Regions from separate parts of the Mus musculus genome. Here region 1 is linked to region 2. Evidence: chromatin contacts called from public HiChIP or PLAC-seq data. All regions are on one chromosome and are shown on one strand. The core of a region is the stretch at or near the end of the contact, and the rest is flanking DNA. Distances in the headings are between cores, read along the strand shown.

What was found. HiChIP or PLAC-seq counts read pairs in DNA pulled down with a chosen protein or histone mark.
Region 1: an H3K27ac HiChIP or PLAC-seq map of embryonic stem cells shows a contact between it and region 2, with 21 read pairs. The contact joins the promoter of Sephs2 here to the promoter of Septin1 in region 2. A contact is called at or near these places in 4 of 484 Hi-C or Micro-C datasets (the G1E-ER4 cell line, the HPC-7 cell line, double positive thymocytes and 1 more), 8 of 115 datasets of contacts at active chromatin or transcription factors (the HPC-7 cell line, the SCID.adh cell line, bone marrow-derived macrophages and 3 more) and 3 of 9 other capture datasets (adipose tissue, liver and pancreatic islet).

Annotation. Positions count from the first base shown.
Region 1 is chr7:127,272,772-127,278,005 of GRCm38.p6, forward strand. It overlaps Sephs2 (selenophosphate synthetase 2), which reads right to left and starts at 1,288. Exons shown (of 1, transcript NM_009266.3): 1 at 1-1,288. The coding sequence starts at 1,148.
Region 2 is chr7:127,215,139-127,220,386 of GRCm38.p6, forward strand. It overlaps Septin1 (septin 1), which reads right to left and starts at 3,307. Exons shown (of 11, transcript NM_017461.2): 1 at 3,269-3,307; 2 at 3,003-3,093; 3 at 2,833-2,919; 4 at 2,481-2,604; 5 at 1,763-1,897; 6 at 1,552-1,669; 7 at 730-831; 8 at 521-617; 9 at 143-308. The coding sequence starts at 3,271.

The DNA.
Region 1 (5,234 bases), core at 38-2,537, 56 kb after region 2:
CTTGGCAGACAAATCAGTAATCCCCCAGAGGTTTCAGCTGACGTTCCTTGGAGGAGGCCAAAGCGCCCACTGGCTTTGCTGATCGCAGCCATCTTGGCAATTATTGGCAGATTATGTATGACAAAGGACACTTCATTTTTTTGCTGTTTTGCCAGGTTCTGAGAGTGTCCTAATATGCCAAAGCCTGTGATATCCGTGGCTGCGTGGGCATTAAAAGTGTGCATCAAGCCAGCAGCAGTCCTGTTTAGAGTAGCCATATTGAACATAGCTTCCTGATAGGCTAACTCTACTTCCTCTCTGGAAACCACCATCTTGATTTTATTCCATTTCTCAGGATTATCCAGCCATTGGTGGGCATTGGCAGCAACCTGGGTTCCTAAAGGTTTGGTTAATACCAGCACATCTCCTACCACGGCACTATCAGGCATTATGAATTCATTTTGCTGACACACCACCGTGGCAACGCCACCGATGATAATCCACGGGTTGACCACTGTCTGTCCACCGGTCACTGCAGTGCCTCCCTCCTCCGCAGCGTCACGAAAGCCTTTGATCATGAGCGGTGTCACCTTCTCTCGTTCCTTTTCACTCATGCTCTGGCTCACACTGAGTAACATCAACATGTTGTCACACTCAGTGATACCCATGGCATAGAGGTCACTGAGCACATTGGCACAAGCTATGCGCCCCATCATATAGGGATCTTCCACCAAGGGGTAAAAGAAGTCGGTGGTCTGCACCAGCGACAGGCCTCCGTGCCTCAGGGGGATGACGCAGGAGTCCATGCCAATGCTCAGCGAGGGGAAGGCTGAGCCGGGGCCGGGCCTGGTGGACAGGCCCCCTTCCTGCACCGTCTCTTCCTGGCCCCCGACCAGACCCGAGGTAAGCGGGGGCTGCAGCGCGGGCCGCGTCAGTCCCTCCAGGAGTTTGAGCAGGGTCTCCTGGGGGACCTTGCAGCCTCAGCCCTTCATGCCGGAGAAGCTCGTCAGCCGCCAGCTCGGGCTGAAGCCCAGTGTCTGGGGCTCGAACGGCCGGTAGTTGGAGAAACTCCGGCCGGCAGACCAGCCCGCCGGGCCCAAGGAACCTTCTGCGGCCACTAGCGCCGCCATGGTTTCTCCGCTGGCGCCCGCCGCCGCCGCTTCCGCCATCGCGCCGCTCGCCCGGGAGGCCGTGCGGACCAGAAGGCCCAGATACCTGCAGATGAGTCTCCCAGCCACAGCGGGCCAAGGTTACGCCAGGAGATGATCAACCACGCGAGCCGGACCGGAGGACTCGAGCCACGCTGCCTGTCGGAGCGCCGCGCGGCCTCTATTTATATACAGCGTGATTGACAGCTGCTCTATCCAATGACGATTCCCGTACCGAGAGGCGGGCTTCCTTTACTCAAAAAGGTGTATTACAAATTAACCGTCTGCTTGCACAACCGGTCCCCGCGAGATCATCACGTGAACCCCTTGTAACCGGCCTGGAACGCAGATCAGGATGGACTCGAACTCGAGTCCATCGATCTGTCTCAGCTTTCCAAGTGCTGTTATTACAGGTGGGAGCCACGTTACCCGTGCGTGTCTTGTCCCCTCCGCCCCCCTCCGCCCTGGGAACCTGGTCTTGGAGTTGGCTGGCAGAAGTCTGCTGTTTTTGGAATCATTTTACCAAAGAATAAATTACTTACGGAAGGAAGCTCTGGCACTGGGCTAGCCCCAAGGTCAGAACAGTCCTAGGGTCATTTGACAGGACACAAAGCTAATCTAGGCTAAGAAAATACTTTAAGGGGAGGTTTAGGGGAAGAAAGGGGACATCACAAAGTAAATACTATGATTGCATAAGCAAATTGCACAATTGATGTTGTGAAGTTTCACATGGACTTAAAAATTCTGCACAGGTTTGGGTACTGTTTTGGCCATTATCTGGCAGCAGTGAGTTGCATCTTCAGTGCAAGCTAATTTATTATTTATTTATGGCTACTCTGTGCTAAGATGTCTCTATTTCTTGAAGTTAATATATGTGAGAATTCAGATCCAGGCAGGGGGGTTTGCCAATGTCTACTGAAATTATAAATGCTAAACTCATAGTAGTGGCTTTATGCCTGTAATTCCACCATTTGAGAGACTGAGACTGTTAATTCCAGGCCAGCCTGTACTACATAGTACTACATAGTGAGTTCCAGGCCAGCCTGTTCTACAGCTTGCAACCCTAAACCAAATAAATGAATAGGTTTTTCCACTGTGTGATCCCAGTACTTGGAAAACTGTGGTAAGAAGACAATGATGTCCATTCTAGCCTGGGCTCCACAGTGAGATCTTGTCTCAAAAAGCCTAAAATAGGTGCTGGAGAGGTAGGTAGGTGGTTAAGAGCGCCTGCTGTTCTTGCAAAGGACCTGGGTTCAGTTCCTGGAACTTACATGGTGGCTATCATCCGTAATTCCAGTTTCCAGGGGACCTGATGTCCCTCTTCTGGCTTCTGAGAGCACCAGGAACACACAGTTCCCTGTCAAACATATAGCCAAAACACTCCTACACATACAAAATAAAAGTAAATGAATCTTTGTATTATTGCTGTCTTTGATGGTGCGTGTGGCTTTCCGGGGATGACTGTGTAGCTTGGCTCTCCCCAACCTTTACATGGATTCGTGGAATCTAAGTGAAGTTGTCAAGATTTTCACAACTGGATGGTGTGGCAAATGACTTTAGCCCCAGCACTTGGGAGACAAAGGCAGGAGGATCTCCGTGGAGCCCTCTTCTGGTCTCCTCACACACATGTCATAGAGACAGGGTTTCTCTGTGGAGCCCTGGCTGTCTTGGAACTCACTCTGTAGACCAGGATGGTCTTAAACTCACAGAGGTCTCCCTGCCTCTGCCTCCCAACTGCTGGGATTAAAGGGGTGGGCCACCACTGCCTGGCTTAAAATAAAACATTTATTTAAAAGGAAGAATATGGGGACTGGAAAGATGGCTCAGTGGTTAAGAGCACTGACTGTTCTTCTAGAGGTCCTGAGTTCAATTCCCAGCAACCACATGGTGGCTCACAACCATCTGTAATGGGATCTGACACCCTCTTCTGGTGTGTCTGAAGACAGCTACAGTGGACTCATATAAGTACAATAAACAAATCTTAAAAAAAAAAAAAAAGGAAAAGGAAGAGTATGAGGTGCAGGTGACCCTGTTCAAGGTCACCACCAATTAGAGTGGGACAGAATCACAATCCAATAGTCTGCTCCAGAGACCACTCATTGAGGCTGCCTGGAATACTTCAGAAGGACATAAGGACATATTAACATGTAGGATTTGAGGACATGATTTTTTTCTTTTTCTTTTTTTTTTTTTTTTGAGACATGGTCTCTCACTGTGTAGCCCAAGGTGGCCTTGGATTCACAGAAATCTGTCTATTTCTGCCTCCTGGGTTCTGGGATTAAAAGTGTGCACCACTAGCACCACTCCACCCTGCTTTCAACTTTTTTTTTTTTCTCTTCTGAGACAGGGTTTCTCTGTATAGCCCTGGCTGTCCTGGAACTCACTCTGTAGACTAGGGCTGCCTTCGAACTCAGAAATCCACCTGCCTCTGCCTCCCAAATGCTGGAATTAAAGGCGTGTACCACCACGCCCGGCTTGCTTTCAACTTGTAACTACACTGGTTGCTTTTTTGTGTGTGTGTTTTGCTCACATGTATATAAGTGGAAGTAGAGTTTCAGATGCCATATGGGTGCTGGATCTAAACCAGGGTCTCTCTTCCTCCCTCTCTTCCAGGCTTGCCCTCCTCCATCCTCCTGCCTTGTTTTTTAGTGGGTGTGGGGCCAGCCTACCAATGAGCTGCACCCGTCCACCCCACCCCATCCCCTGGCTTTTGATCTTTGGCCTGGCCTTTACACCCAATTGTAGCCAAGCTGTGACCTTGAGGAAATGATAGGCCATCCTGCTCCCCCAAGCCACTTCAGTAAACTGGGGCTGGTAATTCCCGTTTGGGAGTTATGGTGATGAAAGAGTCCAGCATAAAGGTGTGTGGCACACTTGAAGGAGCCTCCTGTCTCAGAGGGAAAAAGAAAGTCTGTCGTCAGCTGGCAAGTTAAACAGTGACTAGTCTCAGAGGCCCGTTGTTTGTGTTCTCTCTTGTCCTTTGGACTTTCCCCTCGCAGTTAAAATTTGTCCCATTTGATGACAATCATGTAGGCTCATGTTACTGTCTGGGTATGAAATATCCCCCAAAGGCTCATGTGTGGAACTTGAAGCCCTGCTGATGGATCTGCTTGTTGTGAGGTTATTGGACCTTGAGGGCTCTGATCTGACCAATAGACTGATGCACGCACGAATGAATCTGTAACTTGACAATATTGGAGGGGGTTATAAACCAGAGGAAGGGGACTAGGTCAGAAGACGCAGGCCACCAAAGGCCTTGAAGGCTGTGTCTTCTCTCTGCTCTTTCTTATTACTTGGGTTCCTTCCTGACTGACACCAGCTGGCAGCTCTGCCACACTCTTTTGGGTGATACTTTGCCTCTTTATTGGCCTACGACAATGGGGCCAGCCACTGCGACCAAAAATCACAAGACAAAAGATAGCCTTCTTCCCTTGAGTTTGTTTTACATTTAAGTGTGTGTGTGTGTGTGTGTGTGTGTGTGTGTGTGTTTCCCTTCACAAAAGCAGGATAATCCTACTGGCAGATTAAGTGTCAGTTGTCCAGAATGCTCAGAACCGTGACACTCCACTAACACACATAACTTTTAGGTTTTTAAGCCTCAGTTAAAAACAAACGAAAGCAGCTTGGGAACCAGCAGAGGTAGCACTTCACTAAAATCCAGGCACTTAGGAGGTGGGAGCAAGGTTAATCAGGAGGCCAAGGCATGCTTGGCTACACAGCAAGTACCAGACTACCCTGGCTACATGACACCCTATCTCAAAAACTGAAATTAAAAACGAAACAAAACAACGTATGTATGGCCTCTTCTGTGCCAGACATTGCTCTAGACATCAGAGACACAGCACGGAGCACAACAGACAAAGCCCATTGTCAAGCCAGCAAGACAGTCCATCAGGTAATGACTCTTGCTGCCAACCTGCATTTCTGAGTTTAACACCTGGAACCTACACGGTAGAAAGAACTGATTCCTACATGTTGTTCTCTAACTTCCATATGTGTGCAGTGGCTCACACGAATGCCCAAACATGTATACTCACTCACACACACACAGGCACACACGCAAGAAACTAAGGCCTGCTGTCCTCATACTGGAGGGACAAGACAACA
Region 2 (5,248 bases), core at 2,057-4,556:
GGCCTTGTCCCTGAGGTTAAGGTCAGTGTGGGAGAGGCTTAGTTGGATTTGGGAAGCCGAGTTAAGAAGGGTAGCAGGACCAGTCAGGAAGGCTTGCCCAAACGGCGGCGCCATGGAAGCACCAAAATAGCCCTGCTCTCACCTGCGGCTGGCTCGATCCCGGGCCCCAGGTCGAGCCAGACTCTGTAGGCAGCGAGCCCGGTAGCCCTCGTAGAGCAGATCGTGGGTCACCTCTTTCAAGTCCTGAAGGTGGGTCTGCACCAACATCCGCCTCAGGTTCAGGAAATCGCAGTGATGTGGGTTCTCCACTAGAGGGCGGACCAGATAGCTTTGCGTTCAACGCCACCCTTAGGCTCTGCTCTCTGGGAGTACTTCACTAGTCTAGAGAAGAACCCAGGATTTGCAGCCCAAGGACCCCTCTTGTGGCCTCTAGGAACTCCCAAGACTAGAGCCCACCTCCAACTTCACGTATGAATTCAGACCGAACTCCCTACTGCTCTCAAAGCATGCCTGGCCTTACCCTCCACGGTACCCCAGGAGTAGCGTCTTCCCCTCACTGGTCGGGTTCCATCCCTCACCACTTCACAAGACCCAACGACTGCGAAAGGGATGTTTTCCTATAGAACGGGAGTCAGGAGTCACGTTGGCTCATCCTGGGCATAATCCTCTTTCTCAGCTTTCGCCTCCACTTCCTGCTTCCTTGCCCCTGTCCACCTCCACCTGTCAAACCTTCATTTCTTCATTCTGCTTCTTGAATTCTTCGTCCTCATCAGAGTCACACTCTGGGAACTGATAGATGTTGATCTCCTCCTCTTTCAACTGGTCCCGGATCTCAGAGCAGATAGAAGGAGAAACGGACATTACATGGCTAGAAACAGTGGGGTAGATAGAATGGGGTGATCAGAGAGAAAGAACGATATGAAGGACAAATGGTGAGAAATGGCCACACAAGATGACCAAAACCAAACCTCAGAGACATGATGGTGAGAAACTCAGATAGGACAAATATCAAAATACGAGGGGGCCGGGCGTGGTGGCCCACGCCTTTAATCCCAGCACTCCGGGAGGCAGAGGCAGCGGCAGCCGGATTTCTGAGTTCGAGGCCAGCCTGGTCTATAAAGTGAGGTCCAGGACAGCCAGGGCTATACAGAGAAACCCTGTCTCGAAAAACCAAAAAAAAAAAAAAACAAAAAAAAAAAAAAACAAAAAACAAAAAAAAAACAAAAAAAAAAAAAAACCCGAGGACGTGGGTCCGTGGGAAAGCACTTTGAAGACAGTGAGACAGGCAGCCATCACTATCGCAGAACCAAAGAGACCCCAGGAGTTGAGTTGTGGTGCCCCTCCCCCTTTCCTCTTAGTCAAGCATCTAGTTCCAGGGCTGTATGACCGGTCTGTTCTGAGCCTGAGCCCTTAGGGCCATGGTGCTTGTGGCAGGATCATAACCCTTTCCTCACCCCACCCCCAAAAAGGTCACCCCAAGATTAAAAAAAAAGTCCAGACAGACAAGGTTGAATCATGGCCTTGGCTGTCACTTAGGGGCCTCAGCCATACCTTCTGCTTGAGGGCCTGAGTCTCCCTAGGCATCAGGGCGTCTGCTTTACCGATGACCGGGATGATATTGACTTTCTCGTGCACTGCCCGGAGGAAAGCCACATCTAGGGGCCGGAGCCTGTTTCAGGGATTTATTGGTCAGGACTCAGCTTCAAGTACTGAGCTTTCTCCAGCCTCCCCAACCAGTCCACCCCCAGGGTGCTCTCCAGACCCTCGGCCAAAGGGTGAGATGAAGTAGAGGCAGCAATGGACTCTGGAATCCTGGATGTTCTTCCTGTTCAAGCCACTCTCATCCCTGAGGTATTGCTCAAACTGCTCCTCAATGAAGCGAACCACAGGCAGCCAGCTGGTGTGTGGGAAGGAGATAGATAGTCCGAGATCACAGGCCAGGGGACAAGATGAAGCTAACCAGGACTGTGCAGTCCCAAGTCATTTCTTTGCTCCTAACCAAAGCCATCAGGGACAGCTGGCCACAGTACATGAGACATCAGAATGTGGTGGCTGCACACCTGTAATCTCAGCACTCAGGAAGCTGAGGCAGGAGGATTGTCACATTTGAGGCCACCATGGCCTACATAGTGAGTTCCAGGCCAGCTAGGGCTAATGTGACACCATGGCTAAAAACAAAAACAAGCCACAACAACAACAAAAGCATCGAACAAACCAGGCATGCATATATATACCTGTAATCTCAGGAGGAGGACTTTGAGTTTCAGGCCAGTCTGGGCTACACAGTGAATTTGAGGTCCCTGAGCTACATAGAAAAACCTTATCTCAAAACAAGAAACACTGGATACTTTGGGCTAGATTGTTACCAGAAACAGGTGCCCCCTTTTGGGTCAAGGGGCTGTGACAAGCCAGCCCTACAACTGACCTCTGGTTTTCCATAATGGAAGAAAGGCTTAGCTCCTGCCCCTCCCCCTTCTCACCAGTCTGAGCAGTCCACAGAGTCCCCAAAGCCAGGCGTGTCCACCAAGGTCAACTTCACCTTGATACCTCCCTCCTCAATCTCCACACCCCGGCGCTCAATGGTCAGAGTTTGTGCCGTGCGAGCTATGGGGACAGAGAATTGGCTGCGTAGGGCTCTGAAGCAGGGCTCCATTCCCACATGTGTTTTCAGGGGAGGAAACCATCTCAGAGAAAACCAGAGGCCACCAAAGTCCCCAGATAGAAAGAAAAAGAATGCAGCCTGATAACACAGGAAGAGGCCAGGGACAGCACAGAGGGAAGCCAGGACAGCAGTGGGGATGGGAAGCCTGTGGAGACTCGGGGTAGATTTACCACTGGCATCTGGCACCTGCCGATCCTCGTAGAGGTTGGTGAGGAACAAGCTGTTGATGAGGGTGGATTTCCCCAGGCCTGACTCCCCTGTGTACGGGACAGGCCCACTGGTCAGACAGGAGGATGGCCATGATCTCATAAGTACATCACCCCCTCCAGAACCCACAGACCTGCCACCATGAGTGTGAAGTCAAACCCCTTCTTGACAGACTTGCGATGCAGCTGGTTGGGCAGGGCAGCAAAGCCCACATATTCCTTGTCCTGTGGGGGTAAAGGGAGACAATATGAGGTTCTTGGACATGGCAGGGAGTGCCCCAGTACCACCTGAGCCCAAAAGCTAGTAAGGCCACTTACTGTGGGTTAACTTTGAACTGGGGACCCTCGAGGGAGAGAGCTGGCCCTGAATGACTAGATTCCTGGGCCCCCGAGAACTCACCATGGCTCTGCTGGTTGTCGCTTGCACCTGGTGTTGCTCCCCACTTCCTCTGGTGGGGCAGGAAGTTGAACGGTGTCAAACAAAGGGGGGGGGGTGGAGTGAGGGGGCAGTGCAGGAAGCTGAGCTGCTTAGAGAGAGGTGAGAACCCATGCCCATCCCTTTTCTTTTAGTCCAAAGATTTTATTCTTTGCGCACACAAGTAGAGGCCAGAACAGGGCATTGGATCCCCTGGACCTGGAGTCACAGGGAGCTGAGCATTGCCTGGCATAGACAGAGGGAGCTGAGTTTGGGTCCTCTGTAAGAGTGGCACCCTCTGAATTGATAAGCCCCGATGCATCTCTTCCCGCCACCTTATATACAGCTTCAGCCCCTTCATTCTCCACATGGCTTTATGATGAGACTTACCATGGCCCTCATCATCATGGTGAGAGGTGGGTATGGACAGAAAGAAAGGAAGCAAGATGTTCTCCTTAGCAAGTCTGATAAGAGTTGAGCAAGATGATTTGCAAAAAGTAAAAAAAAAGTTCCCAGGGTGTGAGCGAACATAAAAACCACGATAGAATTGGAGGTAGGTGACTAACAGTTCCAGGCTCAGGCTATGGGTTCTTTTTGAGGGTCTTAGTGCTTGGATTGAACTCAAGTCATGGGTACTGCTGTGCTCAACTCCACTATACTCCCAGCTCCCAATGGATTTTGGACATTTTGACACAGGACTGTCAAAGGTCTTGCTGTCTATCCAGTCAGGCCTTGAATCAGCCTCCTGAAAGCTAGGACTCCAGGCCCACGTGTACCTCCATTACAGCTGTCTTGCTTTTGAGACTGGATCTCCTGGAAGCCTAGGCTGGCTTCAAACTCACTTTGTTGTCAGAATGACCTTCAGCTCTTGATCTACTATGCCTTGTCCCTGGCTGTCCAGGGCTGGGATTACAGGTGTGTGCAGACCTGGTATTTGGTCACAACTATCAGAAAGGCTTTCAAGATCCAGACCCAGGAAGTCACAGCTCAAACTCTTGAGAGCTGCTCCCCCAACGCCCCTAGCCCCTCTACATCAGAATGCAGTCTGCACTCTAGTCTTCTAGTCTTGGGAAGCAAGGTTTGTTTGTCCCTCTTTGCCTGATGGCCTCTCTCTCTCTCTCTCTCTCTCTCACACACACACACACACACACACACACACACACACACACACACACACACACACACACGAGTGATCTGTCTTCACAAACACCCAGAAGGGAGAATCAGATCCCATTACAGATGGTTGCTAGGAATTGAACTCAGGACCTCTGGGAGAGCAGTCAGTGCTGTTAACCAATAGGCCATCTCTCAAGGCTTTTATTTATTTATTTTTACGATTTATTTATTTATTATATGTAAGTACACTATAGTTGTTCTCAGACACTCCAGAAGAGGGCGTCAGATCTTGTTACGGATTATTGTGAGCCACCATGTGGTTGCTGGGATTTGAACTCAGGAGACCTTCGGAAGAGCAGTCAGTGCTCTTAACCTCTGAGCCATCTCACCAGCCCCTCAAACCCCTTTTTAAAAAACCATTTTATTTTATTGTTTTATTTGTATGGGTGTTTGCTTGCTTGCACATATGTCTGTGCACCACAAGCATGAAATGACCACATAGATGCCCATAAAAGCCAGAAGGGATTTCAGATGCCCTGGAACTGAAGTTACAAACAGTTATGAGCTACCATGCGGATGGTAGGAATTGAACCCAGGTCCTTCGGAAGAGTATCCAGTGCTCTTAACCACTGTGTCATCTCTCCAGTCCCCGAGCTTCCATCTTCACCCTGGCAGGGCTGGGGCTGGAATGGTGATGCAGGTCAAGTGTATCAGCTACTTTCTGTTGCTGTGATAAAACACTATTGACCAAGAGTACCTTACAGAAGAAAGGATTTTTATTTTGGCTTATGGTTCCAGAGGGGTAAGAGACCATCATTAAGGGTATGTGGTAGACAGCCAGAGCAAGAA